Linked DNA regions of Gossypium hirsutum: regions 1 and 3 are each linked to region 2. Evidence: chromatin contacts called from public Hi-C data. All regions are on one chromosome and are shown on one strand. The core of a region is the stretch at or near the end of the contact, and the rest is flanking DNA. Distances in the headings are between cores, read along the strand shown. Region 1 has its middle 3.8 kb from the start of TRNAG-UCC. Region 2 holds the start of LOC107926921 (hydroxymethylglutaryl-CoA synthase). Region 3 holds the start of LOC107926977 (ubiquitin carboxyl-terminal hydrolase MINDY-1).

What was found. A called contact is a pair of places that touch in the nucleus more often than the background predicts.
Region 1: a contact with region 2 is called in a Hi-C map of leaf, with 2.4 times the contacts expected there. The contact joins the enhancer-like site here to the promoter of LOC107926921 in region 2. A contact is called at or near these places in 6 of 34 Hi-C or Micro-C datasets (callus, leaf and seedling).
Region 3: a contact with region 2 is called in a Hi-C map of leaf, with 2.0 times the contacts expected there. The contact joins the promoter of LOC107926977 here to the promoter of LOC107926921 in region 2. A contact is called at or near these places in 11 of 34 Hi-C or Micro-C datasets (callus, fibers, hypocotyl and 2 more).

The regions. Positions count from the first base shown.
Region 1 is chrA08:117,421,512-117,424,222 of Gossypium_hirsutum_v2.1, forward strand. No RefSeq gene overlaps it. Among protein-coding and RNA genes, the nearest start is that of TRNAG-UCC, 3.8 kb to the right of the region's middle. Within about 2 kb of position 1,265, at least 4 of the 9 cell types and tissues checked have an H3K27ac peak or open chromatin away from gene starts, as enhancers often do. A contact at or near this core is called in leaf, where this site is marked.
Region 2 is chrA08:117,249,788-117,252,487 of Gossypium_hirsutum_v2.1, forward strand. LOC107926921 (hydroxymethylglutaryl-CoA synthase) reads right to left here and starts at 1,366. Exons shown (of 12, transcript XM_016857866.2): 1 at 1,142-1,366; 2 at 389-495; 3 at 145-277; 4 at 1-26. The coding sequence starts at 1,204.
Region 3 is chrA08:117,118,412-117,121,111 of Gossypium_hirsutum_v2.1, forward strand. LOC107926977 (ubiquitin carboxyl-terminal hydrolase MINDY-1) reads left to right here and starts at 1,358. Exons shown (of 12, transcript XM_016857927.2): 1 at 1,358-1,797; 2 at 2,248-2,366; 3 at 2,456-2,562; 4 at 2,652-2,700. The coding sequence starts at 1,551.

The DNA of each region.
Region 1 (2,711 bases), core at 15-2,514, 170 kb after region 2:
AAAAGAAAAAAAGAAAAATGTTTATATGTACAAAAAAAAGTGAAAATAAAGAAAAAAGAAATAAAAACCTTAACGCGTTTGAATCTTTTCTTCTTCAATACTCGCTTTTTTTATTTCAGATTTGCTTGCAAACATTTTGCTTTTACATTCTTCTCTTTTTTTTTATCAAAAAAACTTTTCAAAAATACAATTCTTTACTCCTCTCTTTTTTTTTTTTTTACAATGGACTTTTGGTTTTGCTTTTATAGCTATCTTACATACATTTCTTATCATTCTATGTCTCTTCTCCATTTGATGGTGTAGGTGCAAGTGGGAGACAAGGTGGTGGAGTAAGTGCAAGTAGGAGGCAAGGTGGTGGAGTAGGTGCAAGTAGGAGGCAAGGTGGCTAGGGTTTTGTATTTTTTTTTTTAAAGTTTAGGTTGTATTGGGCTAGGGTTTTTATTATTTGGACTTAGTTTTGGGTCTGATTTTGTAATTGGGTTTGTGAATTGGGTAGGATTTAGGTTTGATTTTAATTTGTTGGGCCTGGCAAATTTGGGTCTTTGCAAAAATAATAAAAAAATTAATGCTATTCGGGCAAGGCTCGAGCCCAAAAAATGAGCCTAAATTTTTAGTTGAGCTCAGCCCCAACCCAACCCGACCCATAAGCACCTCTAGTGTCAACCATCAATGTTCCAACACCCAAAAATTTAATTCTAATACAAGGGTGTCGGTCATCAGTGTCCCAACACTAAAAAATATTTTTTAAAAATTTTGGTATAAGAGTGCTAACCATCAATGTGCTAGCACCCTATTTTTTTTTTCAAATACTAGTTTAAATGTATACCAATATGATATAGAGCGAAAAAATACAAGGGTGCTGATCATCTAGCCTCCAATACTTAAAAATTTATTTTTTAACACCTAACACAATCATTAGACAATAATTATTTTAAAAAAAAGGCCATTTAGTCCCCTACCTAATTTGCTATTTATTTTAAATTATTTAGGTAATTATTTTTGAATTAAAATTATTTAGGGGAATAATTATTGTATTTGGGTTATTTAGGTAAAATATCGGGGTTTTCCCTTTAAAAAACATTTAGATAATAATAATGTTGCTTATGGTTGCAAAGACGAAATTGTGGAAATTGGGGAAGAAATAAATATAAATGGGTGAGTGGAAATAATAAATAAGGAAAAGTGTTGTGCCGGTAAGGTGTCTAGTGCACTGACCTATACAGGTAGACTCCTAGGGGATGGATTTGAGTGAGTCATTGAAAAAAGCGGACAAGATAGCGACACGTTCCGGAAAACACTAGAAATAATAATAAAAAATTTGGTAGACATGCGATGGATAATGATGTGGGAAAATTTTAGAAAGGTCGTATTTTTTGAGACTACCACGTTGCCTTTTTCATTGCTAAACTTTCCCACTTTTTTATTGCCACTCTTCTTTCATAATTGTAGGACAAAAGGTACCATTTGTTGTGTTTTTTACATGTGCCATTTTCAAATTTAGATATTAGTGTTTTTTCTTTAAACATTAAAACTTCTCGTTTCAATCAAAATCCATCATGTATTTAATCAAAATCTTAAATTAACAGATTTTGATAAATTAGATTAAATTTTTCAAATAAAAAATATAATGATAAATTTTCAAATTTTATCTATATTTTATCCTTTAATATTATTATAATAATATTAATTTTAATTATAATAACAATCATTTAAAACACGAATGAAATGTAATTAAATTAATTAATATCAAATTTTATTATAAGCTCAAAATATTTAAAACGTGGACAATAATGAACCTTAAATACAATTAAAAATAATACAATAAGAGTAAAACATTACACTTTCATTGGCGTCTGCAATCCATTAATATTTGAATTACTTAGTTAAGGAAGATTAAATAAAATGTTTAAAAGGGGAAAATGTAATATCAAGTGGTTACAATTGCATTTGTAATTTCTTTAACTTTGATAATTTGCCTTTTTTGGAATTTACAATATTTAAAAAACAAAATGGGTTAATTCATCTTTCTTCATCATTGCGGACTGGATTAATTTGGATCAAGTAAATCGAATTCTTTTGTAGATGGAGAAATTTTGGATCAATCTGATTTCATTATTGTTTATCTTAATCAGATTTAATTTAATTAAGAAAATTAAATCATTTTAGAATTATTTTTATAAATAAATCATATTCTTTAAAGATTATTTTATTTCTAATAAATTAAATTAATATAATTATAGATTACTCAAATGAAAAAGCTAAATTCGATAAGAAATCTCTTTTATTTCACTACTACTAGTACAAAAAAGAGTCACCTCAAAGCCGTTTTATACATTCACAAGTTCTTTGAAGAAAATGAAGAACTTGAAAAGATTTTGACGAATACCATCTTAATTTTGAAGGGAAGTCTCTTTTCAATATAGTTCAACCGATGAGAGGAAGTCAAAAGTTGTTTTTGAAGAAACTCACCTTTCAATTTACTTCAACTGAATAAATGAGATCAAAATCCATTTTAAGAGCAAGTCACCACGATACTTATTTAACCATCGAAAATCAAGTCTTGGATCTATACACTCTCTAAATTTGTTTTCATGATCAACTCTCAATGACCCTTGAAGTGGGCATCATTAATTCAATATCAAGACTCAACAACTTTTGAATTCAAATTAAATCAAAATTAAATTCTCAAAGAAACATATCGCCAAACTCAA
Region 2 (2,700 bases), core at 116-2,615:
CCTTCAATGTCAGTGTTACCACATTTCTGTTTGTTTAACATGAGAAAAGAGCGCATTAGTCAGATAGATTTTCTTTTACCAATCTAGGAGGAAAAAAGATGAAACTATCCTGGAGAAGCGGATTATGATGCTTGGACAGAGTACCTCAAAGATTTGCATTAGGAAAGTCTTAATGGACTTGCTCTTGTCTATCACAGTCTCACTCCCAACTTCGAAACGGCCAATTTGCTTAGGGTCAATCGTATACTTTTCAAGGAGTGAAGTAACAGCAGTCAAACTGCAAATCAAAAACCAAGTTTTACAAAATAAGTGTTCATTTGAGTCATAAAATATACTGAGCGATGCTAATAGAATATGAGAAGTGGATATAAAAGTTAGGAATCAAAACCTCATTGAGATAACATCTTCGACCTCGGTACAAAAGGCCATGCAATCTTGTCCAAGTCCAATGGTGTATTTTCCTTTGCTTGCACCATCACGAGTCTCCAATGCTTCCTGTTTTGTAGTCCAATGGTTATTATTTCCAAAACTAATTTTCAAATAAAAAGGCCATCATTCTACTAATCATTAGAAGAGGTACCACAAAGATACCAACCAAGACAAGTATTTGATACCAGATGATCATAAAAGTAGATTTGAGTGAGGTCCAAAAAAATCCCAATTAACACTAACTGTGGTCCAGGTAAAACCAAAGCTAGTAAAATATTCACAACAAACAATGAGGTAGCAAACAATATACATTTTAACTGTATTTAGATTTCACAAAAACTCAGATATATGTATATGTATATATATATGTATGACCCCATTAACTCGTAAACATAATCACACCCAGAAATATCACATATGAGAAAACTATGAAATCAACTTTTTCATATATACTTTTTTTTTAAAAAGAAAGAAAATTTGCAAGCAATTAGAATTCCTCTCTATCAGTCAAATTTCCCTCAGCTTAAGCAAAATATATATATAATCCTTATTCAGAAGCTCTATTTACTCTCCATTACATAATCTAAGAATCCATCCTTCACCCTTTTTCTCATTTGTCTCAACAACCAAAGAACAAAAAGGAAAACCAAAAACACAGAATTTAAAATTAAAGAAAAATAAAAAGAGAAAGAAATAGAAGAGATTATGCCACCTGTTGAACACAGGTAGGAGGGAAGTAGATTTCCATAGCTAGAACTCCCACATTCTTTGCCATTCTCACTCCAAAGTAAACAGAGAACCGCTATGTCAACAATACAAAAAGGAAGTCTTCTTCTTTATTGATTGAAAAAAATCTATTCTTTTTCTCTTTCTGATGAGTTGATATTGATCCAGCAAGTATCGGCAGAGAATCGATGGTGAGGATGGCATGTGTGAGTGCTTTGGTTTTCATTATTTATAGGCAAATGCAAACTTCATTGATTCGTGCTCCTTTCGATGGCTATTTAGTATTTACCCTCTTTTTTTCACTTATTTACGATTTGCCATCATGTCAGGCTGGATTTTGGTATCCTTTTCCTTTTTAAGCTTTTCAATTCTTCTTTTGTATTTTTTTTGAAAATATGAGATTAAAAACATAATTTTTTATCTATCATCTTATGCAAATTACACATAGATTTTATCATCTTACTCGAATATATTTCAATTATTAATGAAACTAAAAATATATTTGTTATTTATTTTTTATTAAAAAAAGAGTTTGATATCAAATTCAAGACCCAATCTCAATAAAAAATTTATCATTAAAATTTGAAATAATTAATATTTACTCTGACAGTAATGCTGTTTTAATATCTTGCACCAATTTTATTGGTTCACTTTTTTTTTTCGGAGAATAAACCAAATTCTAGTACACAAAAGGAAAACAAAATCCAAACTGGATTAGTTGGTTGACCGGTAGGTTGTCAGTTATTCCTTCAAAGAGGAGCCGCTGAATATTTTTATATGATATACATTAAAAATAACATATATATAAACATAAAATAAATAGTATTTTAGACATAATTATAAATTATAAACACGATTTTGATGTTGAATTTCTCAAAAATGTGGGTATTAAAAAAATACAAGATTAGGTCATTTTTTTGAAAAATTATGAGAATAAGTTGATTCTACGAAACGTTTCCAGTTGGAAGCGTTTTTAATTGATTTACAGAAAAGCGCATCTAGTTAGAAGCATTTTCAGCATATTTACCGGAAAACGCTTCCAGCTAGAAACATTTTTTGCCACATAAGTTGAAAACGCTTCCAATTAGAAGCGTTTTCCTTTTTTTTTTATGGTTAGAGTTTAGTGTTTTTAAAGTAGGGTTAAGGTAAGGTTAAGGTTTTGTAATTTTTTATATTTTTAAAATTTAGGTTGTTACAGGTCAATTTTGGGCTGTTTATAAACTACTCAGGCCCAAATACATTACAATTAAACCTAACTACTCATTTATAGCCCAATCCCTAAACCCACAAACCCAACATGACCCATTTACACTAAAATCCAAATACCCAAAGCCCGTCAAACCCAAATATCACCAGCCCAATACCCGATTAAACTAAAGTAACCCAACATAAAAAAACAAAAAAATAAAAATAAGAAACCCTAGCTCCATACTCTGCCACGCACGCCTCTGCAGCACCATACCCTGGTGCCCCAGCCCTCCATGCCACCATGCCGGCCACCATCCCTGCACACAGTAAGGAGAAAGGACAGAAAGTAATAGAAAA
Region 3 (2,700 bases), core at 108-2,607, 130 kb before region 2:
GCAGGGTGGAATTTGGAAAGGCCGAATCAAAGACGAAAACCTAAGCTTTATTCGGGATAATGGGTCTTCAAAGTCAAAAACCAACCAACATCAGCTACCGAAATAAGAAAGCCGGAAATGGTAAATTCCCCTTTCAACTAAATTATTATTTATCACATAATTACATAATTTAGTTTTATTTTTTTAAAACAATCTAGTTCTTTTTTATACAAAGCTTAGTATTAACTATAATTTTACCTCAACATTTAAATAAAAGAATAAATCTGCTTAAGTGTGTTTGAACTCACATTTTTTTTACATTGATAATAATATTAATATCAACTAAATGAAGATTTTATCCACAACAACAATCTAATTTTTAAATTTTCTTGTAATAATATTTAAAGTGCATTTAATATTACTTCTAAAAAAATTTTTTGAAATAAAAAACATTACTAAATAAAATACTTTTAAATTTTTTAAAAGTATTTTTAAGATAAAATTTTTTTTTACAAAATTTCTTTTTTAACTAAAAACAAAAACATAAAATTTTAACTTTTACTCAAAAATCTTTTTTATCTAATAGATGTGGCATCAAAATCGGGGAAAAAAAACCTAATTATGTGACTAATATTAACCGTTACTAATTTGACCATTTTTCCTTTTCTTGGTTGCTAAGGTATATACATATCATTAACTTGAAACACATTATTATATATATGTATAAATAAATTAAATTCTCAAAGTCAACACCATAACATGTTACATGATTGACATGAAATTCGAAATTTACTCATGAATTTTTTGTCCAAAATCATTTTTCAACTTAATAAATTTTTTTAAGTATAGGTAAAAAATTTGAGTTTGAACAAATATCTCCCTTGGTTACTTTTGTATAAAAATAAATGAAATTCTCATTTTTCTTTGTTGTAGACACTAATAAAAAATATTTATACTTCAAACGAGTTTAAAATACTATTAAATATATTTTGTTTACTTTTAGTATATCATGAATATATTAACCTCCTAAATCATCTTATACAATTTTGTTATTTTACTTGTAAGAGAGTGAATAATAATCTTATATTTAATAAAAAAATATATGAGATTTTTTTTATAATATACATGTTCGGGGTTTATTATTATCTTTACTAATAATATTGTCTTTAAAATTTGGACTTATATTTTTTTTTAAGTGTGTAATATACTTTATTATTAGATGCAACCATTTAATGAGATTTTAATAAAGTAGGAAAATTTAAAGTTTGAATTCTAAAGTATATAAATATGTATAATTCATTAAATATCCAAATTAAAAAGAAAAAAGAAAATGAAAACATTGGTTTTGCCGTCAAAAATAGAAGAACCTTATAATGGTTCACTTTCTTTTCGTTGAATCGCCTTGCTTTTTGTAATTGTCACTACATAGGGCATTAAGCTTATAAAACACTCTTAGAAAGAGAAACTCGTGTAAATAAACACTTTATATTTTTCGTTCTTGTTTCATCCGGTAGTAATATTTCTCCGTGATCAAATTGTTTCAAACCAAAAGTAAAAAAGAAAAAAGAAAAATGGCCGCAGCTGCTACACCTCCTCCTGTTGCTGCTGATGCTTCCTCTTCTTCTTCTCCTTTGACTTTGGCTTCTTCGGCATGTGAATCGGAGGAAGTAGCAGTGAACGAAGGACAGAATCAGGAACAACAAAAGCAAGACGGAATTAAAGAGTGCTTGCACAAGACTAAGCCAATCCAGTTCTTAGGTCGTACTACGCCTATTATTCTCCAAAACGACAATGGACCTTGCCCTCTCCTTGCCATCTGTAAGTCCTTTTTCTTTCCATTTCTAGGGTTTTAGATTTTGATTGTTTTCTAATTGTATTGCTTAGGTGATCCGGATTGGAATTTGTTTAGATTTTTTTTAGTTTAATCTTTGGTTGACTTCTCAGGTTTGTAGTTTTAGTGAAAAGGAAGTTGGAGAATTTCGATTTGCGTATTGATTGTTGCCGGAGCGATTTATAATCGATCTTTTTGATCATTTGGAATGTTCTGATAATCTTTTAATTATTTACCGTTCCTCCTGTTGTTTGTGGAAAACCTTGGACCGTGAATTGAAGTAGAAAAAGGAAGATTTTGGGAATGACATTTTCTGTCTGTAAATTGGATTTGAAACATGATCAAAAGTCTAATTGCACTATATTGTTAATTTTATGCAAATTACAGTTGGAGGTAATTAAGTTTTGAAAATGAACACTTGTTGGGGGCTGTGACAGGTAATATTCTCCTTTTAAGGAACAATTTGAGCCTGAGTGCTGATATAGCTGAAGTTTCACAGGAGAAATTGCTCTCACTGGTAGCTGAGCGCCTGATTGATTCTAACAGTAATGTCAATGTAATTTCTTTCCTTTATTATGCTCAGCTCATTAAAAAGCTTGTTGCTGCTACAGTAGGATGATACTTATATATCCTTTTGGCATATAGAATAAAGATGCAGGGTATGTAGAAAACCAACAGCAGAATATTGCAGATGCTATTGATTTACTTCCGCGCCTTGCTACAGGGATTGATGTGAATATTAAATTCAGGAGGTTAGTCTTTTCATCTCTCTCTCCCTCATTTTTTTTCTATAAATGGCTTCTTTCTTCAGTTCTTATTGAATTATGTGTACAACTTGCAGAATTGATGATTTTGAGTTCACTCCAGAGTGTGCCATATTTGATCTGCTT